Linked DNA regions of Hordeum vulgare: region 1 is linked to region 2. The links are chromatin contacts, called in public Hi-C maps. All regions are on one chromosome and are shown on one strand. The core of a region is the stretch at or near the end of the contact, and the rest is flanking DNA. Distances in the headings are between cores, read along the strand shown.

Evidence for each region. A called contact is a pair of places that touch in the nucleus more often than the background predicts.
Region 1: a contact with region 2 is called in a Hi-C map of leaf, with 5 times the contacts expected there. The contact joins the promoter of LOC123446615 here to the promoter of LOC123448963 in region 2. A contact is called at or near these places in 4 of 6 Hi-C or Micro-C datasets (leaf and seedling).

The regions. Positions count from the first base shown.
Region 1 is chr4H:461,109,896-461,114,552 of MorexV3_pseudomolecules_assembly, reverse strand. It overlaps LOC123446615 (protein IN2-1 homolog A-like), which reads right to left and starts at 2,477. Exons shown (of 8, transcript XM_045123190.1): 1 at 2,267-2,477; 2 at 2,079-2,139; 3 at 1,886-1,972; 4 at 1,682-1,780; 5 at 1,449-1,557; 6 at 1,271-1,347; 7 at 976-1,164; 8 at 597-875. The coding sequence starts at 2,367. The coding sequence ends at 867.
Region 2 is chr4H:460,890,086-460,894,979 of MorexV3_pseudomolecules_assembly, reverse strand. It overlaps LOC123448963, which reads right to left and starts at 3,313. Exons shown (of 4, transcript XM_045126022.1): 1 at 2,950-3,313; 2 at 2,611-2,740; 3 at 2,024-2,496; 4 at 938-1,449. The coding sequence starts at 2,975. The coding sequence ends at 1,131. LOC123448964 (protein MODIFIER OF SNC1 11) reads left to right here. Exons shown (of 6, transcript XM_045126023.1): 4 at 73-130; 5 at 232-286; 6 at 400-698. The coding sequence ends at 261.

The DNA of each region.
Region 1 (4,657 bases), core at 1,228-3,727, 220 kb before region 2:
AACTGTGTCAACAAATCATATGTCTCCGCAAGATCTACCGAGAGTGTTAGGCGAGTTCTATGTGAACTTGTACCAAAATGTTTCTGCCTCTTCATTGGACTGTTTTAATTATACTGCTACTTCGTTTTCATGTTATCATCTGTTATGTTGTCTCTGTTTCAGTTTTGTTCGCATGTATGTTTAAGTTTTATGTTGCCTAGCTTGAGTTTTTCTTTAGTACTTATTCGGTATCAGTTTGTATTGTCCTGTTTTATTCCTGGTTACTTTGTTTTCTTTGAAGAATTAGCCTTTTTGAAGTAGCTCTTTCGAAGAATTTGTTGAAATCTTCCGTTCACCCCCTGTGGTTGATTAACCTGATCTTACGGTATCTTAGATAATTAGTTTTTCAAGTGAAATTTTTCTTTACCTTCATTCTTTTAAATCTTCAAACCATGTTAGACATCCAGTATCATGCACAACATGTATGCTATTGTTTACTTTTCTGCTTTACGTTCGACAACCACTTTTTTACTTGGAATTTGAACACCACTGTTGGAAAACATGGATCCACAACACTGGCGCCCATGTCCAAAATTAAATGTAATGCACATAAAACAGAAGGAGTACACCACGTGACACATGTGGTAAGCAATTCAAAGTTCAGACTATTTAAAAACAAGATGGAGTATGTTATTGTTTTATAAAAAGCATAGCCCTTACAGGTTACAACATGAAGTCACTTATTGGGAAGAAAACATATAAAAGTAAATAGGTAATTATGATAATGGTGGGAAAAGAAGCCCCAGTGATAAGAGTTCAGTCTTCGCCAACTCAGGTGCGACCGTTCCCACGTAGCGACCGTTATCCTTGGCGACATCACCGCTTCTTCAAGCAATCTGAAACCTCACAGCGATATATACGTTAGTATCAGTAGTATAATCCGAAAGGAATGAAGAAAAGAACTTAGAATCTGATTAGAGAAAATGGTGTCTTTGCCTTGAGATGCCTCTTGGCAGCTTCAAGCAAGGTTAGCGGGGCATTTTTGGTTTGCTTGTATGCTTCGATCTTGTTCATGTCCTCGGTGTATCTCTCAAGGTTGGGCCTGTCTTTGGTGATCTCATAGTTCCTCAGGTGGGAATAGTATATCTGAACCCTCTCCAAGATCGTCACGTACGCAATATCCACCTGCAAAGTTAAAAGGAATTGGAGCAAGCATTACCACAAACATTCCGATGCAAATTAAAGAAGAACGCATTTGGTTTACGCTCGAATGTATTAGCATATACTGTACCAAGCTAAATTGGCCAAGGAAGAACGGGCCGTCGCTGAACTTGGACAGGGCAGCTTCGATCTTGTCTAAAGCGGCAACTGGTGAACAAGAGGATGTAATTAAGCTCGAGCAATGTGAGCTAGTCCGAAACGATGTGCCTATGATTCAGAAAACAGTTGCAGAGATGGTGCTTAATTACCAGCTTCGTCTGACATGGCCACTTGGGAGATCAAGGGCGAGTAGAGTGCTCTGGTAAAGGCGTCAGCGTAAGCAATCAGCTCATCAGCAAACTGCCTCTTAGCAGGATCCTGGAAATCACACATCCGAAGATTATAGCAAGACCGAAACATTCTCCGATGTAACTGCATTTTCTTCCCTGGGGTGAATGGGAATATGGGATGTTGTGTCTTGCGTGTAAACTCTGAGTCTTACTTGAGGGAGAAATGCCGGGCCTTGGAAATTGGTGTCGATGTACTTGATCAAATCCAAGCTCTCTCCGGTGACCTTGCCGTCGTGCTCCAGGGAAGGCACCTGTATATGGATGGAGCGACGATGAAGGTATAAGCATTGGTGCGAGAATAGGAGGGAATTCGATCGAGGGACAGATATATCGGCGAAGTGTGTGTGGGTGCGTACCGTGCCCTGTGGGTAAACCTTCTCCTTGTACCATGCTGGTTTGTCCTCCAGATTGATGGCGACCAGCTTGATCTCGTCCTGCAGACCCTGCACAAAATGACGCACGAAAGAAGAACAGAGTTTCAGTTTTCTTTTCTTCTCCAGCTACGCAAGGTTGGGCGATGGAAGATGTGACTTGGCATCGGCAAAGTACCTTGCAGTTCCGGGTAACCCAGGCACGCTGGGCAAACGGACAGATGTAGCAAATGTACAGTCTTCACGTACGTCGCAGCACATAATCAACCGACAGTTAGTTTAGCAGTTAGCTCATGAAATGGGTCCTGATGGATGCATAAGTGAAAGACTGCTACTGTACTTAGTGAATTAGGAGCAGGTGGTTACCTGGTGGTGCCATCGAAGAGGGGAGGGGGCTCGGAGACGGCGCCCAGTGCAGGCGGGAGCGCTTCTTTCGTGGGCCTGGCTGGTGCTGCAGCTGCGGCCATTGCGACGTAGGAGTACGTAGTAACGTGGTAGGGACGTGATAAGGAAGAGACGCTGGTTGCTCGAGTCGTCCGAATGAACAACTGATGGGTCGGTTTGGTGATGACTGGTGAGCGAGTCGTCCCGGGTATTTATGCGTCGCCGGGAGGAGATGGGAGCCAAGTTGGCGACTGGAAATGGGATGATGATGGAAGGAAGGGAGAGGTCTCTTCCGGCTAATCGCACGTCTCCGTCGTCGGGGACGATCGGGGTCGTGCACCTAGCTATCTGTTGGTCCCACCAAATCGGGCTGCGGTGTCTTGTCTGTTTCAATCAATTCAGTCCGCTTTTGACGGGGTGACGTAACTGATTGGGTCATCATCTTCAGCAGCCCGACCGAGTGTTGTACGATTACGACGTTCGTCCTCAGCCTTGACGTAATCGATTGGGTCATCTTTCGGAGGCGATTCTGCTTCCACTAGCACTCCCTTCGTTTTTATTTATTTTGCATACTAATACTAGTAGTTTTCATTGAAATTAAAATTTACGTATAAAGTTTGATCAAATTTGCAGAAAATAATATGAATATTTATGATAATAAATTTATATCATGTGAAAATATATGCAATGATCATTTAGTGATGTATATGTTGATTTTACACTATTAAGAAAAACCTTATAGGTGAAGGACTACCAGTAGAGCGGGTCAGGGAGACGTGTTACTGCTAATTTTCTATAGCAGGGGCACCGTACATGCACTATTGGTACCACTTTAGCAGTAGTGCGGGGCAAGTAAGCGACGTTGCTGCTATAGACACGCTCATGCTAAACCTATAGCAGTAGCGCGGGTCGTCGCCCCGCGCCACTGTTATTCTACCCTAATCCTCTTCCCCGTCTGCACGTGTTGCTCACTCTCCCCTCCATACTCCGTGTCTCTCTTCCTCATCGTGTCATCTCCCGCGTCGTCGTCGTTGTCGCGTCATCGTCCTCTCTCCTCCATTGGTGTAAGCCTACTCCCCCTCGCCCTCCTCTCTCCTCCATCCTCACCCTCCTCCACCCTTAGCCTTCTCCCCCTACAACCCCCCTCCTCCCTCCTCCGGCCATCACCCCTTCTCCCTCCTTCAGCCATCGACCTTCTTCCCTCCTCCATCTGTCGCCCCTCCTCCTCCTCCAGCCGCTGGCCCCCTCCTCCTCCCAAGTTTTTGAATTTGTTCGTGTTCTAGGTCTAGATGGAGATGATGTTCAAATAGTATTTGTAAAAATGTGAATTTGCAATAGATGTAGTAGTTGTAGTAAAAATGTTCCTCCATTGCCGTAGATGTAGTAGTAGTAGATGAGTAACTATAAAAATGTGCAAATATAATTTTTTAAATGAAAATGTGAAGCGGGTTAATTTTTTTGAAATGCAAATTTGAAGCTACCTTTTTTTAAATGCAAATGTGAATTTGCAGAGAAACACCTCTCGGTGGCATATGTTTTGCCGGAATGTTTGTTCATTTCCGTTCCCGCAAATTTCACGCGCTTGATATGTCCTATTTTAACAATAGTCATGTCGAATGTTTCGTGGATTTCAACATGAATTTTCCTATAAAGTAGGAAATATCAAGTACCATTGATTTGCCGGAACAGGAATTAGATGACATTCCGGCAAAACATAGGTCATTTTTATGTCATTACTACATAAATGTAATGTTAATTGACTTATGATTAGGGTTGACTTTCAGTCTGTCGGACTCCTTGTGTGACTTTCAATATGTTCTTGATGGAGGAATCCCGACTGTTGTCGTGGGAGTCGTTTCCTCTTTCTCTTCTCACGATATATATACCTTGGTGTAATGCGCGAGAGAGGCATAGGAAGCGATCAAGACCGACGATATAAATATTAGAGGAAGAATCCCAACTATTGTCGTCGGGGTCGCTTCCTCTTCCTCTTCTCGCGATATATACCTAGGTATAATGCGTAAGAGAGGTAGAGGAAGCGACCAGCACGGATAGACGAAATACCAGAGGAGAAATCTCGACTATTGTCGGTGGAGTCACTTCCTCCTTCTTCCCCGTGTGCTACACATTTTGGTAATGCATGCGAGGACGAAGGAAGGAGCGACCAACACCGACAGTCGAAATTTCTGTCAAGAGGAGTGTCCACCACATACACAATCATATCAGTGTGAAAGAGTGTGCACCATATACACGAGATATTGGAGTTTTTCAAGGAAGCTTTGATAGACCAAAACTCAACCCATGTTGAATAGTTCTTGGTATAATTATCGTTGATTTTTAATCTTCGAATCATGAACATAGGAAATGTCTGGC
Region 2 (4,894 bases), core at 2,064-4,563:
TTCTTTTCACTAGAACCCTAATCTAACAAGCAAGAGCAAGCTATATCTGACATCTCTTCACTACTTTGCCAGGTTTGCAGGAGCACCTAGTGGGTCATCTGAAGGAAAGGACAAAGACACCTCCAAGCCGGTATGTCCTCCACTCTATGGCATGTTTTTGTGTAGAACTTGTGCTTCCTGTTTGTTGTAATTCGTTGTCTTCCTCCTGACCTCTGTGCATGTGTAACACAGGACGCGGCGACTGTAGCTGGCACGGCATGATGGAAAACAGCCCCTGCCTTTTGAGGTTAGATATGCACGCTCTTATCATCATACAATAGCATTTTGTTTCCTTGATAAGGCCTTGGCTGCTGTTATATGTCCCATAACATGGAAATGACCGATTCCATTTCCTTGCAGGGTCTCAGATACGCTCGTTCCTCGAGACGTCGGTGAAGCCGTACCGTAGTTTGTACAAGACTAACAACACCAATGGCGTCATGTTGTCGGAGCCATTCCTGTGCTGTTTGCTGTGTAGTGCTTGATGACTTCCTTGCTGTACTCTGCTGGGAGCCATTTGAGTGCTGTTTACCGTGTAGCACTTGAGGACTTCCTTACTGTACTCGCTGGGCAGCCTATCGTCTGTTTGCTGGTTGGTCTGGGGACACCTGTGTACTACGTTTACTTCCTAGCCATGCACTCGGGCCTTTTTTAGTTTTTGTGCTTGTATTGTTCGTTTCAGATGCATGCTATATGCGTCCAGGGTATCTGAATGTCTGGTAAGTGCGCATCGAGTGCATATAAATGCTCCATTATGGAGAAGCTACGGGAGGAGGCCAGGTTAACTGCTACTCCCCCGTTCACAAAACAAATACACTAAAACATGTCTATACATTTGATTCAGAAAAAGTTGGAACATCTTATATTTGTGAATAGAGGGAGTAATAAACAGGAGTAGTAAACAGCCTAGGGAATTCACTTCTTTTTATATATAAATATATATACCGCCATTACAACGCCTCACACCAGTAGAACCTTTATTCCACCAAATATACTCCCAATGCTGTAGATAAATACACCACTGCAAGTGCAAGTGCAGCACACTTCAGCTTCCGCTTCTCGTTATGCTCTTGAGAGCAGGCGAGGCTGAGTCAGTGGCCGTAGAGCTCTCGGTGCGCGACAAGCCCCTCAGACCTCCTCCTCTGGATGGTGTAGCGCAGCTGCTCCTTGACCTGCCGCAGCGCCAGGAGGACCGACTGCACGTCGTCGCCGCCACCGACGCCCACGCTCGGCTGGGGGTCGGCCAGGACCATGGCGAGCTCGTCCTTCTCCTTCTCCTCGGCCTCGGCCGCCTCTGCGCTGTAGTGCGGGTGTTCCACCAGCACCAGCGCGAGCCTGTCGTCCTCCCCGTCCCGGTAGCTCGCTTCGGATTTTGACGAGCCGCTGGACGCCGCAGGAGCTTCTTCTTCCCTGCTGACGGTGCACCAGAGAAACATTTTTACTAGTTCTACAACACAATCGGTAGTACGCTGTTGCTATAAAAAGAGATGCGCAGACACATCAAGAATCTATGCAGCAACACAAGTGATTACGCGGCTACAAGAAAAATCTACTCCCTCTCCATCCCAAACACTCGGAATGGAGGCAGTATTTCGCAATATCCTAGTAAAAAGGCCCGGGACACACAAAGAGGGATGCAGACGTACAGATGTGCACAACGCCGACAATCCGTCGTCTCCTTTTCTGCCCTATAAATTACAATTATTCTGGTAACTGAGGCATGCGGCACATATTGTTCCCTCCATGTCCATCATTAATAACACGATGAAAACGCACATGTAAAAAAGATGAAGAAATGCAGCCTAATCCCTGCCAGACAAAAGTAAAACTCTGCACGAACCAGGAGTAATCTGCAAACGCCTACGCATGCTAGAAAGGCTGATACTACTAATCCATAGAGCAATGAATCAACCAACTGTTTTTTAACTTGTAATAGTAATAACCAGTAAAAAAGGCACTCATTGTTAACCTGCACGCCGCGTACCTCGCTGAATCACGATCAACGTCACCAGCGCCGTCACCGGAACAGCACTTGTCGGCGTCGTCAGAGTTCTCCTCCGTGCGGCTCTCCTCCGCCTTGCAGGCGCCAGAGCCGGACTGCTCGGACACGACGGAGAACCAGCTCCCGTCCTGGGAGGAGTTGGCCTGAGTGCAGGAACCGGCCGAGGAGCCCTTCACGCTCTCGCCGTCCCATCCCTTGTCCTCGCCGCCGGCGCGAGGGTCTGACAACACCGAATCGACGGTGCTCAGCGACACTGCAGGGCCGCTCCTCTCCTCCATCTCCGGCGCCGCCTGTTGGCCGGAGCAGCCGTTGGAGTTGGAGGAGAGCGAGCCGATGGAGCTCCCCACATCCAGAATCTTGAGGGACTCGAGCCTCTTGATGACCCTCCTCAGCCTCCGCTCCGCCTTGTCCCTGATCTTGACCTCGTCGGAGAGCTGCTTCTCAAGCTCGTCCAACTGTCGCCGAATCAAAGAACAAAGTTAAAGCTGTACCGAACCAAACAGTGGGAACTGAAGGGGTTGACGCTAGCATGGGTACGGAATGTGTGTGGAGGAGAAGTGGTACGGTACCCTGGCGGCGAGCTGGTCGGCCTCCTCCTTGGCCGCCTTGGACGCCACCCGCTCGGCGAGCAGCCTCCCTCTGAGGCACTCCACCGTTCTCATGCCGCCGGCGCCGCCCTCGCCGCCGCCCCCATTTCCCCTGCGATCCAAACAAATGAAAGAAAAGGAAAAGGGTTCAGGAACTGATCCTCCTAGGATCCCCATTAGCACGGCATGGACACGCAGCTCGAGAGCAGAGACAGCGCCGAGACCAAGGCGGCATCCGCGGATAAACAATCAAAGAATCTGTCCTGGAAACCGAGGAGACACCCAGCAATCCAAGAAGGTGGCTGGCGAGTAGCGACGGACCTGCATTGCGTGGCCGGTTCAGACATTCCCTTCCTCCTGGTCACCCTTGTCGACGCCGCGATCTCGTAGCGTCCCGAGCTCGGCAATGGCTGGGGGAAGGGGAAGATAAATGGTGCGCGCGTACCGGCCTGGGCATGTGGCGGCGGTGGCTTTAGGCGCTTCTGCTAGCTGCACTGCATCTGCATGCACGCTGCTTGCTTGCTTTTGAGATGGGTGGCTCCGCAGGGTATGGCGGGGTGGTGCGGTGCGGAGGTTGCTGAATTCGGAGGAGGAGGAGGCTTGAAGCGGAAGGTGCCTCCCTCCCTCCCTCCCTCTCTCTATGTTTTTGTTGCGGGCGTGAGAAGCGTCTGAACGCTAGCTAGAGTGGCTACTGGCTAGTAATAGTAGGGGGCACGGATTTGACGGAGGATTTGAGATGACCACAGCGGCCGCCGGCCGGCTCTGTCCGTGACTGCCACCCGTGAGGCGCGTTACTGGAGTCACCACAGAACTTGTTTCACTCCACTGTAGTCTGTACTCTTGGGCATTTCACAGCTTTCTCAGGCGTAGGAGTGTTGCAAATTGAGAAGCATAAATCGTCCCATGGTTCACGTTCATAAATTGAACTTTGGATGCAGGAGTCGCATGAGGGGTTGTGTCCAAGTGCCATGGCAACCCAAGTCAATTGTGTAGTAGCATAGCGCACACAACAGGCTCATCAACCCTTGACTACGTACGTACCTAGCGGAAGTTGCAAAGTGCTGCACGTGGAACTGAGATGGTAACACTGATTCCACCGATAAGAAAACCGGATTAACAAAGCGATGGCCACAGGAGGGGACATGTGGGGACTTGGCCTGGGGGCTCGTAATATGCAATGTGGCAAGACTGATAACATAACAGAGGGAGGGAGGGAGGGAGGGAGGGCAGAAAGAAAGCCACGTGAAGGGCGGCCCTGCTCATTCATTTAACCCGCTTGCGCTTGCTGTCGCTCGGCCCCATCACCTCTCACCTTGCCGCATACTATTAGTATTATTAATCTTCTGCCCGTGGGTTTTAGCAGTTGGTAGGCAGGGCCCTCAATTCTGTGCACCGACCTCTCCTCTCCTCTCCTCTCCGTGTTGTTGTCATGCATGTGAACATATGTGGTGATAATGCAAGAAAATTCAGGAGGAGGACAAAGGCGAGAGCGCTTGGGGCGTCCTTGTCGCGGTGCCTCACGAGCCGCCTGTGCTCCAACCCAACTGAATCGGAGAGGTAACCGACAAGATGCGCTAGTGTTAACAATGACATATTATCAGCTGTGCTCTCACGTATTATTCGCGCTAAACACGAGCATCACAAGAGCACGCTTGCTCCTAGGAGCATCTCCAGCAGCTGCAAAAAAAATCGCGTTTAATAAAAACCATAGCGTCTCACTGTAGCAATTTTAATACGATGGAACCAACATAGTTTTAGCAGACATTTAAAAACGCGTGCCCAAAAAGCAAGCACTGCAAATTATGAAGCGCGTGATCCCGCGTCCCAAATATGCTACGCGCGTTGACGTTTTTTAGAGCATGCCCAAAACTTTTTAGCGCGCACACTGTTTTGCAGCATCTGTTGGAGCTGTAAACGAATCTTTTAACGTGTGAAGCATTTTTTATGCGGCTGTTCAAGATGCTCTAACTACCCTTTTTGTTCTCTGTTCACTATTAAAGCATCTCCGATAACAGCCCTATTTTTTGCACGAAAAAATATTGAAGTAAAAAAATTAAGGCAAAGAACACGTTTTTTTGGCACGCCCAAGCGCCGTCTCCAATAGCGGCCTTATAATAGGGCACGAAATAGAGCACAACTGCTCTAACAGTTGCCTTAAAATAAAACAGCTGCGCGGAGGAGCCGGTCATGGCGCGCGCGTCCTGATGCAGCCTCACATTGGGCAGCTGCCAAAGTGCCCTATATTTGCTACACTTTTAGAGACTCT